Linked DNA regions of Sus scrofa: region 2 is linked to region 1. The links are chromatin contacts, called in public HiChIP or PLAC-seq maps. All regions are on one chromosome and are shown on one strand. Each heading gives the region's core, a stretch centred on a gene start, on an enhancer-like site or on the middle of the called end of the contact. The rest is flanking DNA. Distances are from core to core; before and after follow the strand shown.

Region 1 (6,378 bases), core at 589-3,088:
CAGAAGGTGAGCCCAGCCCCTGGAGTAGGGAAGGGCTCATAACATCAGACTGTGTGTAATGAACATGTCACTTCCCCAAACAGCCCATACTGTTTCCTAAAAGAAAAAAAAAAAAAAAAAAAAATTAAAAGTGCTACATAGAATTCATGGTGTGTCAGCCCAGCTCCCAAAGTCTGAGTCAGAGCATATGTGTCTTTACCGAGGTTCTGTGTGACCAGGGTGTATCACTTTCAGACTTGCTCCAATAGCTGAACTTTAGGGCTTGTCTTCCAGCCACGTAGAACACAAGCGCTATCTATTTTAAAACAATTTTCCTACCCCGCATGCGATGGAAGATACCTCATACATAGGTCGTCAACTTCCTACTGGAAACCAAACACTTCGATCTCAAATTGTGCTTGTCATCCCCCAGGATTAATGAGTTGTTGTTGTGTATATATTTTTATCTCTGACCGTGCAACTCTTGGAGCAAAGAAAGCCACCTCAATTTCCACCATCGTGCCTGATCCAATTCAGAGCTTTAGAAGAGGGATGAATGGGAAATGAGAGCCTCTAAACCCAGGGGCTTCTCTCACACAAACGGTAGGAGCTGGGGGGGGGGGGGAATCCCTCGGAGGAGGTGGGGGGCAGGGTGGAAGATGGGGAAGGACATCGAGCAGAAGACCAGAGGCAGCTGCGGCGGCCGCACTCCGAGAACTGCCTGCAGAGGGGAGTGAAATCTTTCCCTTGTACAATAACGAAGCACCCTCTGGCTGCCTCGCATGGGCACGAATAATAAATACATCGAGATGGGCAAACAGCTGCACGGAAACAAGCCACCCCAAAAAGGTCAAAACTTCAAAAATCCCAGGGATCACAGCACCCACACAAACACATCAATCTGTCGGAGCGGGAGAAGAGACTTGGAGATTTAGCAAAGGATTCTAAATTTTGTGTTTTCTTCCAAGCTCTGGCTTGCAAAGTACGGCGGCTACAGGCAAAGCTCGAGAGGAGCAGGAAAGGCTGAGGGCGGCGGGGGTGCGGGTGGCAAGGGAGGGGTGTCGAACCCCAGCCACCCAGGCCTCAATGTGACCAAAGTCGTCAGCAGCCCCAACCGCATCCCAGTCCCTCCGCCCCGGCCAGCAGACGCCCCCTCCAGCTCCCCGCACCCCAGCTTCCGTCCCCTGCAGCCCCGCCGGCCCCGCAGCGGCGGCGGTAGCCCCAGCAGCCCCAGCAGCCCCGGCCCCAGCCGCCCCAGCCGCCCCAGCCCGGGCCGCGGGCCGGCAGCGCCAAGACCGCGGCTCGCATCCCCGCCGCGCGGCAGGCACCCCGCAGGCCTCCCTCCCAGCCCACCCGGGCGCGCCGGGGAGCGGAGCCCGGGCGGGCTGCGCCGCCAACTCCCGCCGCCCCGGGCTGGCGGGGGCTCACGCTTACCTTGGGCGCTCGCGGGGGGGCTGAAGGTGGCAAGCCTCCCGCCCCCCGCCCGGGTGCTCCTCGCCTGTTTTCTTCCTCCCTCCTCCTCCTCTTCCTCCTCCTCCCCACAGTCAGACGGGGTCTCCCCCTCCTCCCAGCTGCCGGGAGTAAGAGCCTAAGCCCCCGAAGCCCGGCCCGCGTGCGTGCGTGCGTGCGGGAGGCGGCGGCGCGCGGCCAGCTCGCCAGTAACTGAGCGCGGCGCGCGGCTCCCAACTCAAGTGTGAAAGAAGCGGCGGCCGCAGCGGCCGCGGCACGGAACGTCCCCCCGGGAGTGGGCAGGGAGCGAGCTGGAGCCGGCGGGCTGCGAGCAGGGGAGGGGACCGGGACGGAGGGAGGGAGGGAGGGAGGGAGGGAAGGAGGGGACCTCCTCGCCCAGTCACTCACTCGAGGGGCGGGAGCAGCCGGCCACGCCCCCACCGCTGGCCCCTCCCCGCGCCCGGCTCCCGCGCGGGTCCAGCTCCCCGCCTCGCCCCCGGGAGGGGCCTGCCCTGCCGAGGCCGTGAGGGCGCCCCGCACCCTGGAGCAAGAGACTGGGCGAGGGGGGTGCCAGGGCTGCAGAAAAGGAAAGAGGACGAGCACGGGCGTGTGTGTCTGTCTCCGTTTGTGTGTATGTGTGTGTGTGTGCGCGCGCGCGCGCGCATCCAGCACCGGCCGGCCAGCGGGAAGGGAGACCCCGGCGGGAAAGCTGCGTCCTGAGTCTGGCACCCGGGCAGTGGCGTGGGAGCCGCGGGGCCGCTCGGAGGCCCGGACGGCCCAGTTCTGCGAGAAACCCCAGCCAGCCCTTGGGCCCAGCCGCGGGGCTGCGCCTGCTGGAAGCCGAAGAAGGGAAGGCCGGGCATCCTCGGCTCGCCGCGCGGCCCCTCCCCTTGCTGGACCGGCGGGCGCTCCCAGGCGGCCCCGGCCCCGACACCAAACCGCCTTCCTCCTGCCCTGGAGCCGCAGCGCCTGCAACGTGAATGGAGCGTTGGCTCCTGGGCAGAAGCGGCACTGGGGAGGGTAAGGAGCCAGCCGCGACCCCTCCCGAGACTTAGCGCCCTACAGCCCCTTTGGCCCCTCCCGGCCTCTTGGGACTAAAGGGCGGAGGCCGAGCCTGCGTGGCGTGTGAGATGATTGGGGATTCAGAAAGATCGCCGCCCACACTTCACCTGCTTGGTGTTTTGTGTATGTGGACACTCACAAGAGGTCAACCAATGTCTCACCCTTTGGGAGAAGGGATTTTTCTCCCTTTTCTGGTCCTATCGGGTGTGTTTCGTGTGCTCACCGAATTGATCTTTCAACATTGATAGCGATTGGATGCCTTTTGTGTGGCTTCCTCGCGCTTGGCTGCTCCTGTATTGCCCCAGACACGTGAGGAATGCCAGGCCTCCCGAGTGAGGACACCCAAGAAAACAATAGGGGCAAAAGATCCTCCCAAACCGAATTACTTCTCACTTTGGGCCCAGATATGTTGGAAAATGGGGAAGGACACATCAGAGCTGTGACAGTGATGACACACTTAATTGAAAAGCAAATTAATAATTTAGTTTAATGAAATGAGTTAATAACCCATCTACAATGGCTAGGAAGTCAGCCTTCTTGAGAGAAAAAAAAAAAAAAAAAAGGTTTTCCAGCGCTCTCACTTTTTTTGATTTGAAAGGCTGGTATTACACTGTTTTTGAAACTCACCTGTATTGCATTTTTTAAATTATCCATGTTCTAGTTGATTTTTCTCTGTGGATCCAGAACTCTTTGTAGTCTAGCCCCTTGAAGAGGGATGGTTAAAAAGGGATGGTAGGCTAATTAGGATTCCAGGCAGGCACTGCCAGCCACCATGTCTGTTACCTTAGGCGACTTGTTTCATTTCTTTCAGCCTTCCTCCCTTCCCTCATCTGTAAAATGGGATTGATGACACCAGTCTATCTCATAGACTTGTGAAAATAAAATGAGGTGGCAATGCATATAAAACACTTGGCATACTGCCCGACATGTAGCAAGAACTCAATAAATATGAGTTGTTATTTTAGATAAATAGTCTAATCTCAGATTTGGTAGACTTTTTTTTCTCTTTGCATCCCTTCTTCAAGTTGGGAGTGAAAATCCATCTGCAGCCTTTCTCCAAATGTAGTCAACCCTTCTCTGGAGTTTTTAGACCATGTCTGAAAATTTCTCCTATGATAAACTGAAAGAAGTATGCAACTAAGGTGTGTGTTTATTTACATAGAATTCTATATAAAAAGGTCCTTGAGGCTAATAAGATTTTGTCTTTCCCGACTTCTTCCCTCATCCCCATAGACCAGTGTTGTAAATTTATCCCTTCAAAGCTCAGAACAGTGACCCGCAGAGTTGATTTTTCGAGGGCCAAGACAGTGTGGTCCTCTGAACTGATAACCTTAGAAGGAGCAGAATGTCACAGAGCAAGCACTTCATACACGTGTAAGCTTAAAAAATCCATACTATGAACTTTTAAAGCAAGTTTTTAATTATTCCATAAAATACATAGTCATCGTGGAAAATTTAGAAATTCCAGAAACTCAGCCAAGTAGGAAGAAAATAAAAATCACCATAATCCTACCCTCCAGAGAAAAGTACTCCATAGGTGCTTCAAGTACATCCATTTTCCCTTCATTTATTTCACTATTCTTCAATCAGCACATGTTCAAGTACCTAGTTAGGAAGGAGACAACCTCCCAGAGCTGAGAACAGGCTGTGTGTGCTGTAGTGTTAATTGTCTCTAGTCCTTAGACACAACCTTTTATATGGTAAGAGTCTCAGGAGGGTCGACAAAAAGTTCATGAAAGGACTCCCATAATTAAACTATAGTACTGCCCAGAAACAAACCAGGTTCTGTAGGGCTTTATTCATTCACTTCGAAGTCTGGAGCCACCTTCCAGAGAGGGGAAAAAGTGAAAAAAACCCCTTCGTAGAGCTCATGTAAATCAGCTGCCATGGAACTTAGGCCCCTTCACTTCTCAGTAAACCCTCTTCGGTACTGGGATTTCCGTGGAAATCAACTGCTCTGATAAACATTGTTTGAATGTAAGACGCATCCCTCATTTCACCTGCGGTCCCTGGGGCCCCTCTCCTTTCTCTAAATCTGGTCACATGGGCGAGGAGGTTCCCATCTTACCCTTCCTGGCACGGGGCCACAGGAGGGCAGTGGGACGATGGGGACTTGGGTGAAGGCTGCCGAAGAAAGGGTAGGAAGAGCACAGTGGGAAGGAAGGGGGCAGACAGGACCCAGCTCTGAGGGGCTAGAGAAGCTCGGGTGTGTACCGTAACCCACACAGGAGGAGCTGCCCGCAAATTGGTTTGGTCAGCACAAGCTAAATCCACTAGCCATTTAAAAACAGGATACTATCTCTTGCTACTCATAACGATTAAGGTGACTCTAAGCACACGTATATTAAAAACATGAAAAACATGATTCCCCATCACAAGTAATAACACCATCGCTCTGCCCTTCTCCTGAGTTCCAGATCTTCAAACACTCTAAACATAATTTTTGTGCTTCCAAACAAACTTTAAAATATTTTGTTCGAGTTCTGTGAAAAATGTCCTTGGTAATTTGATAGGGATTGCATTGAATCTGTATTTTGCCTTAGGTAGTATAGTCATTTTGATAATATTAACTCTTCCAATCCACAAGCATGGTATATCTTTCCATCTATTTTAAAAGATATCTTTTTTGCTCAGAAAGGTTGTGTTCACCTTCAAAGGTGCTACTCTCATCATTGATTTTCTTTTACTCTAAAGCTTTAAATATCCACTTATAAATATCTGCAATAGAACCATTTATAATGTGTGAGTTTGATTTTTTTTTTTTTAGGGCTGCACCCATGGCACATGGAAGTTCCCAGGCTAAGGGTCCAATCAGAGCTTCAGCTGCCAGCCTACCCCACAGTCACAGCAATGCAGGATCCAAGCCAAATCTGCAACCTACGCCACAGCTTGGGGCAATGCCAGACCCTTAACCCACTGAATGAGGTCAGGAATTGAATCTGCATCCTCATAAATACTAGTCAGGTTCTTAACCCCCTGAGGCACAACAGGAACTCCTGAATTTTTTGCTTCTTCAGTTTCTTTTAAGTAGAATGTTATGGACTGGAATGTTTGTCTCCCCAAATTCATAGGTTGAAGTTTTAAGCCCCTATGCTGATGGTGCTAGGAGGAGGTAGGCCTTCAGGAGAAGAGGGTGGGGTCCTTATGATGAGATTAGTGCCCTAATAAGAAGACACTCGAGAGCTTTCCTCCGCTCCACCTCTCCCCACTCAGAACACAAGCAAGCTGGGAAAAGAGCCCTTACCAAGAAGCTGACCATGCCGGCACTTTGATCTCGGATTTCTGGCCTCTAGAACTGTGAAAAATCAACCTATGTTAAGTCACCCAGCATGTGTATTTTGTTATAGCAGCCCAAGCTGACAAAAACCTATAGGTTCCCTTTACCGCTGCTTGTAAAAATGAAACCAAGGAAAGTACATGTTGCTTGAAAACAAAGATAGTGAAAGCTGCACACGGCTGCCTCCTATAACTTCTCATGTGAATCCAAATGAATTCATTTTATGTGATTTATTTTTATTTTTATTTAATTAATTAATTTGTTTTTTTGTCTTTTTGCCTTTTCTAGGCCCACTCCCAAGGCACATGGAGGTTTCCAGGCTAGGGGGTGGAATCGGAGCTACAGCCCCTGGCCTACACCACAGCCACAGCAATGCCAGATCTGTGTCTGCAACCTACACCACAGCCCACGGCAACGCCGGATCCTTGACCCACTGAACAAGGTCAGGGATCGAACCTGCAACCCCATGGTTCCCAGTCGGGTTCGCCAACCACTGCGCCACGACGGGAACTCCTGATTTATTTTTAAAAAGCTTCTGATCAGGTTAATTTTTCTGAATAATCAAGTCAAAAGTAGCTTTGGCAGGATTATTCAGAAGCAAGAGATCCTAA
Region 2 (6,410 bases), core at 2,574-5,073, 79 kb before region 1:
TCTCTACCCTTTCACCAGTCTGTGCCCCCAGACTCTGGCAACCACAATGCTACTCTCTTTCTGTGAGTCTGACTTCTTTCATTTCAAGAGTCTATGTATGATACCATGCCATATTTGTCTTTCTCTGTCTGGCTTAGTTCACTCAGCATAATTCCTTCCAAGTTCATGGATGTAGGTGTGAATGGCAAGATTTCCTTCAAAATTAGGCTGAATAACATTCCTGTGTGTGTGTGTGTTTCTCACATTTTCTTGGTCCACTGAAGGAAACTTGGGTTGCTTCCATACCTTGACTATTGTGAATATTGCTGCAGTGAACATGGGGGTACAGATAACTCTTCAAAATGGTAATTTCACTTCCTTTTAATATATATTCAGAAGTGGGATTACAGATAGCTTTTCTTCTTTACCTTAATTTTCTGAGTTGAAAGCATAATTGCATCACAAAACCTACTTCTACAAAATTGAGAAGGAAGGCTAGAGTTCCCACTTTGGCATAGTCAGTTAAGAATGTGACTGCAGGAGTCCCCATCATGACTCAGCAGAAACAAATCTGACTAGTATCCATGAGGACACAGGTTCGATCCCTGCCCTCACTCAGTGGGTTAAGGATCTGGCATTGCTGTAACCTGTGGTGTAGATTACAGATATGGCTTGGATCCAGCATTGCTGTGGCTGTGGCATAGGCCAGTGGCTACAGCTCTGATTTGACTCCTAGCCTGGTAACCTCCATATGTAGCAAGTGCAGCCCTAAAAAGATTAAAAGAAGGAAAAAAAAAAAAAGAATCTGACTGCAGCTTCTCAGCTTGTTGTAGAGGCATAGGTTCAATCCCCAGATCAGGTACAGGGAATCCAGCATTAAATGATCCAGCATTGCTGCAGCCACAGTGTAGGTCATAGCTGGGACACAGATTCAATCCCTGACCTGGAAACTTCCATGTGCTGCAAGTGTGGCTGTATAAAAATAAATAAGGAGTTCCCACTGTGGCTCAGTGGGTTAAGGACCAGATGCAGTTTCCATAAACATGCATGTTTGACCCCTGGCCTCACTCAATGTGTTAAGGATATGGTGTTACTGCAAGCTGCAGTGTAGCTTGCAGATGCATCTGGATCTGGTGTTACCATGCCTGTGGCATAGGCTGGTAGCTGCAGCTCCAATTCAACCCCTAGTCTGGGGACTCCAATAAGCCAAGGGGATGGCCATAAAAAGAAAAAAAAAAGTGAATAAAAAATTTTTAAATACACTAAAATTATATTGAGAAGGGGAAATATGCAAAATCTGTTTTAAGAAAAATCAGAGGTATTTGACCTTTTTGAAAAAAGTTATGCGAAATATTTCTATTTACATAATATTATGAATAATTTCCCTTTCCACCAATTAGTCATGGACTTTTTCATTTTGGATGGAAAAGCCAAAAATACTGTAGACAGTTCCCTTGTCAAGAAAGACACTTTTAAAAAAATGAATTAAAACTGATAAACTCCATAACGAAATCCTAAGCCAGAAAGAACATGAAGACACCACATGCAGCTCAGAGGACTGGAGAAAAATCAAATTCTAACTGCAATGGGTACACAGAGAGCTATGAAGTCAGCAGTTAAGAAAGGGATAATACACATTATTAATAGATCAGGAGCAAAGTGTCCCCTTTCCTCCTTTAATTAAAAAGGGAAAATCAAGACAAGGCAACATCTAAAAACTCCTTTCTTTTATTGAAGACAGAGCCAACATCTAAGCTTCACAAAGAAAAAAAATATATATATAAATAACTAATCAGTCTGTTTGCCCATCTGTTCTGCTTCGCTATAATGAGTGTTAATACAGCAGCCCACTGGGGGGAGAAGAAAGACAGCCGAAAAGTGATTTCTCATCTTGCCGCTTTGGTGTCCTTGGGCTCCTGTTAACACCATTTCACATTTCATTGTGCATGTTAAAGATAACACACAAAGAGATGTCACATGTGACATGAGGATACTCTGGAAAAGCCCAGGCTTCCTATCACCCAGCAACTGCTGGCAACTCAAGATCCTCATTCCTGGACCCACACTCACTTGGTGCCGTGACAACTGACAATATGCTATTAACAGCAAAGAAACAGGCATATTTGCTTCTGCTTTCTTGATGGGAAAAGTTTCACTTCCACAAACAATCACTGTACAGAGGTATCGCTCAGAAACATAACACTAAGTCCCATACAGGAAGATACAATTTCTGCTGGATTTCCGCAGTGAGGTGTGGCGATGGGGGGCAAGGAGAGCAGTGGAAAGAGCACCGGAGGGGCTGTGAGGATGCTGAGCTCCGGTCTCAGGGGTCACTCGCCTGCCTCAGTGCCAAAGCTGGGCTTCATCTCTCCGAGCCTCTCCCTTTGACTCTATGATCTACCTGAACATATGTTCAAGTGATGCTAAGGATGAAATTACCACTTATAACAAGGCCACTTCTGGGATTTCCCGTCATGGCGCAGCAGAAACGAATCTGACTAGTAAGCATGAAGATGTGGGTTCGATCCCTGGCCTCACTCAGTGGGTCAGGGATCCAGCGTTGCTGTGAGTTGTGGTGTAGGTCACAGACCCAGCTTGGATCCCACATTGCTGTGGCTGCGATGTGGGCTAGTGGCTACAGCTCTGATGTGACCCCTCACGTGGGAACTTCCATATGCTGTGGGTGTGGCCCTAAAAAGCAAAAAAAAAGGCCATTTCTCACCTAGACTCAATTTATTTATATACTTTGTTTCAACATTTACCGAATTAAGATATACCTGCAAATCTTTTTTCCAAAATATTTCAGGAAGCCCTATGAGGTCTAAAGATTATTACCTATTATGTTTTGGCCCAAGGGTGTTGATTTCAATCGTGTATCAAGTGAAAAAATGAACAAAGCTTAGCTCTCTTATGTCCTCTTCTCTATTCTGCCTTTAACAGACTAAAATAAATGTTTTTAATGTTTCTTACAGAGAGGGCTGAATTGAAAAAGTCTGTGGAATAACTGTTCTTCAGGATTTAAGAGTTTAGTGCCTTTACCCTGTAGCTGAAAACTCTCTTCCTTTATCACCTGTATGTGTTCACACAAGTTCATGCAAGGCTGACATTCTTTCTGGAAGGCAAGAGAGGAAAGTATCAGATCCTGATTAAAGCCGCCCACCCACACCAGGGTGAATCCATGCAGAAGAACTTCGCCCTTTCTAGAATTGCTCCTTCACGATCAAAGCCAGTGGCAGACATTCCTGGACTTTGAGTTCTCTTCTCCTCTTTCCACTCTCAAGACTCAGAATACCAAGGGCATATGAAGGAAGTTGCCAATCTTGTGTCAGTGGGGAACTTTCTGTACCAGGACACCCATGATTGGCATCTTCTGACAGCTGGCCTGCCAGTTCACCGTGTCACTTGTGACAGATCCACCTGATTTCCTTGGAATTATCAGTACCCTAATAGTAACAGCTGTTTTCCCTTTTTTTGGTTTTAAAAACCTAGGTAGATTATGAAATGCTTTGCCAAGTACTTATAAGTGCACGAGAATAGTCTTCTGTGCACACTCTGCTATGCCGGTGGCCTGGCATGACTTTCCAGGAGCATTGGGTGAAATCAGTTTGCCCAGTAGGCTCCCCTATGTGGCCCGGGAAAACAACGACAGAAGATAGATGGAAAGGAAAAAAGAAAAGTCAAGAAATGACTAGACTGTGTAAGTAGAATAAGGATGTATTACTAAAAAAAACGAACAAACAAAAGCGCAATTTGATTCTAATCTAAGCAGATAAGTTCACAATCCTTCCTCAATGGTCAGTGAAGGATATCCTGGCCATCTGTGTGTTGAAACGTATTGTGAAGCACAGACGGAATCCCCGCCCTTGAAGGGCTCGCATTCGGACGGGACTGACAGATCATAAATACACGAGTAGAATTCCAATGACACCCCGCCGGGAAAGGAAGTCTCAGAGATGTGCTTCAACGTCCTAGGATATTTCAAGCTAGTTCAATGAGTGCTTATCTCAGTTTTATTTTCTGCAACAAGACACGGAGAGACATCCAGCATCGTGTGCTACTCTTAGCAAACCCTTGGTTAGAGACGCTCACTTGGGGACAAGGACAGCAAGACGTGGCGCGTCCGTTTGGAGCTGTTGATCCTCTTTAACACCATCAACTACAACAGAACTGCAGCTGGATTAATCCCCTGGAAAGCTGAATGTTACCTGCCTGATGCTGAGGACAAGAGATGAAAGGCCATGGAGCTTTGTCTGACACACACCCTGGAAAAGCACAGGGGATGTTTTCATCACTGAATTACAAAGTCTCAACTCTTCCACAAGGAAAGAGTGTTTCACATTTCTGATTCAATTCAATCTCTAAACTTAATGTGGAAATGGCTTGCAGCTCAGTCTTAAACTAGTCACAACGGTAGAAAAAAAGAAGTAGGAACAACAGACATAAAAGACACGAATTACCTAAACTAACCATCAGGCACAAATGGGAGAATCGTTTAAAAACCAAAGAGCCTGCTGGTGGATTGTGGTGGTAACATGTGAGTATGCGTATGTTTCCTGCCCTCAGAATTATAAAAACTTGTAACAAAGTAATGTAGTAACACTAATAAGATCTGAAGGCTACAATCTTAAAAAGCATTTCTCTCTATATCTAAAAGCACATCCCTCTCTTTCCACAACAGACTCCTTCCCCCTTTAACCCCCTCCCTACTAAAATAAATAAACTCATCCATCAGAGGCTGCTGCAAGCTCCAGCCTAAGATCTCTCTCTCCCAGGGCTCTGCCTCAGGCCACAGGATCCCAGGTCTGAGGAGAAGTCAGCCGTGATCCAGTGACTGAGTAAACCCATCACTTTCCTGATGGGCAGAGGGTGGTTTACTGAAATGAGCATCCCTAAGGGAAAGCCTTGGCTATCTGAAATTCTGCCTGCTAGAACCTTCGAGTGCTATCCAGAACAGCTCAATTGCTGGCAGTGCCCTGAAAACACAGAGAAAGCAAAACATAAAACCTTTGTTGGTAAAGGACTTAGTCTCTTTTTTCTCTCATACACACACACACAATAAAAATTCTAGAGATACAAAGACTACATCCAGTGTTTTGTGATTTTTGTAAAGGAAAGGAGTTGCGTGGCTTTGGTCATTGTTATTTACTACACAGGGCCTTGCGCTCTCATTTACCAGATGGGATCAGACTGCATGAATTCTGAGCGGAGCAGATGAGACAATACAGGGAAAATGCTTAGCACAGCACCTCGCGATCTGTAAACTATCAGGACATGACAGCTATTGTCATCATCACCATCATCCTGACTGAGCGGGATGGTGAGAAACTTTACAAAGCAAGTGGCGGAGGTGAAAAAAGACTAGAAAGAAGAGGCAGACAGACAGGTGAGAGGTAAACTGTGTCAGCTTAGAGGTTCTTAGGAACTAAACCAAAAACAAGCAGGCAGATAGAACGCAGACAGAAAGCAAGAGGCATCAGCTGAAATAGCAGGAGAAACTGGAGCTCCCACTGCAGCTCGTGCACAGAGAGCTGGGGGCTGCAATGGCGTTTCCGCAGCGCTGCGGGGGCCGGGCCAGCTCCGTGGGGACACCCCACCCCAGGGCTCTGGAGGCAGAGGCTGCTGTGGGCAGACACGTCAAAGGTCAGTGAGCTCTCCTAAGCTCTGTCACAGCCTCAGTGACGGTGTGGCTCTCATCCTCCTGCTGTTACACATTTACGTATCTGTCTCCCTCACCAGGCAGATTTCCGAGGTCACAACCAACCATGTCCTGATTATTCGTCTCTATATTCCCTTGGGCACAGGTCAGGCACAGAGTAGGTTTGCAATAGGTGTTGAGCCAATGAATTCTCTTAGAACCCTCTTTTCACAAAGAGATGTGGGGAGGGCTGTTAAGGAAGGGACTCTCCTTCTCCAGGTCCCGGGTCACCAGCCAGGTCCCGGGTCACCAGCCTTTCTTTGCTCACCAACAGTTATAGTTGAAAAGGCTCTTCTGAGCCATCATAGACAATTTAAAATTATGTTCAGTATATACTCCCTAAAAGGACAGGAAGGAAGCTATGTGTAATCTCATACTAGTAAAATGACATTTTGAAAGCTTTTGGCACTTGTGTGGTTGGCCCTAATCCGCCCCCAGAAAAAAATGTGCTATTTATTTATTTCAACAATCATTTTTGGGAAACTTGTTTAGTTCTCAACATTTCACTAGGGACCAGAGATTCCGAAATGGACAAGTCAGCGGGACCCTGATGTGCATTTCCTGTCAATTAGAATCCAGAGATGTTGAACCGTGCTTCCTAGACTCAACTGACCTCTGAAAAATCAAGCGTCAGTTTCTGTTTTGGCTGAAACTGAAATCTTTGCTAAGCTTTCCATGACAAAGAACTATTTAAGGATGGATGATATCCTCAGAAGGCTGCACAAATTGAAATTAG

What was found. HiChIP or PLAC-seq counts read pairs in DNA pulled down with a chosen protein or histone mark.
Region 2: a contact with region 1 is called in an H3K27ac HiChIP or PLAC-seq map of skeletal muscle. The contact joins the enhancer-like site here to the promoter of C9H1orf21 in region 1. A contact is called at or near these places in 5 of 47 Hi-C or Micro-C datasets (fetal heart ventricle, mesenchymal stem cells, psoas muscle and 1 more) and 2 of 2 datasets of contacts at active chromatin or transcription factors (alveolar macrophages and skeletal muscle).

What each region holds. Positions count from the first base shown.
Region 1 is chr9:125,608,542-125,614,919 of Sscrofa11.1, reverse strand. It overlaps C9H1orf21, which reads right to left and starts at 1,838. Exons shown (of 6, transcript XM_003482739.3): 1 at 1,414-1,838.
Region 2 is chr9:125,689,099-125,695,508 of Sscrofa11.1, reverse strand. The region is part of intron 1 of C9H1orf21; the gene reads right to left. Among named protein-coding and RNA genes, the nearest start is that of C9H1orf21, 79 kb to the right of the region's middle. Within about 2 kb of position 3,823, at least 9 of the 83 cell types and tissues checked have an H3K27ac peak or open chromatin away from gene starts, as enhancers often do. A contact at or near this core is called in skeletal muscle, where this site is marked.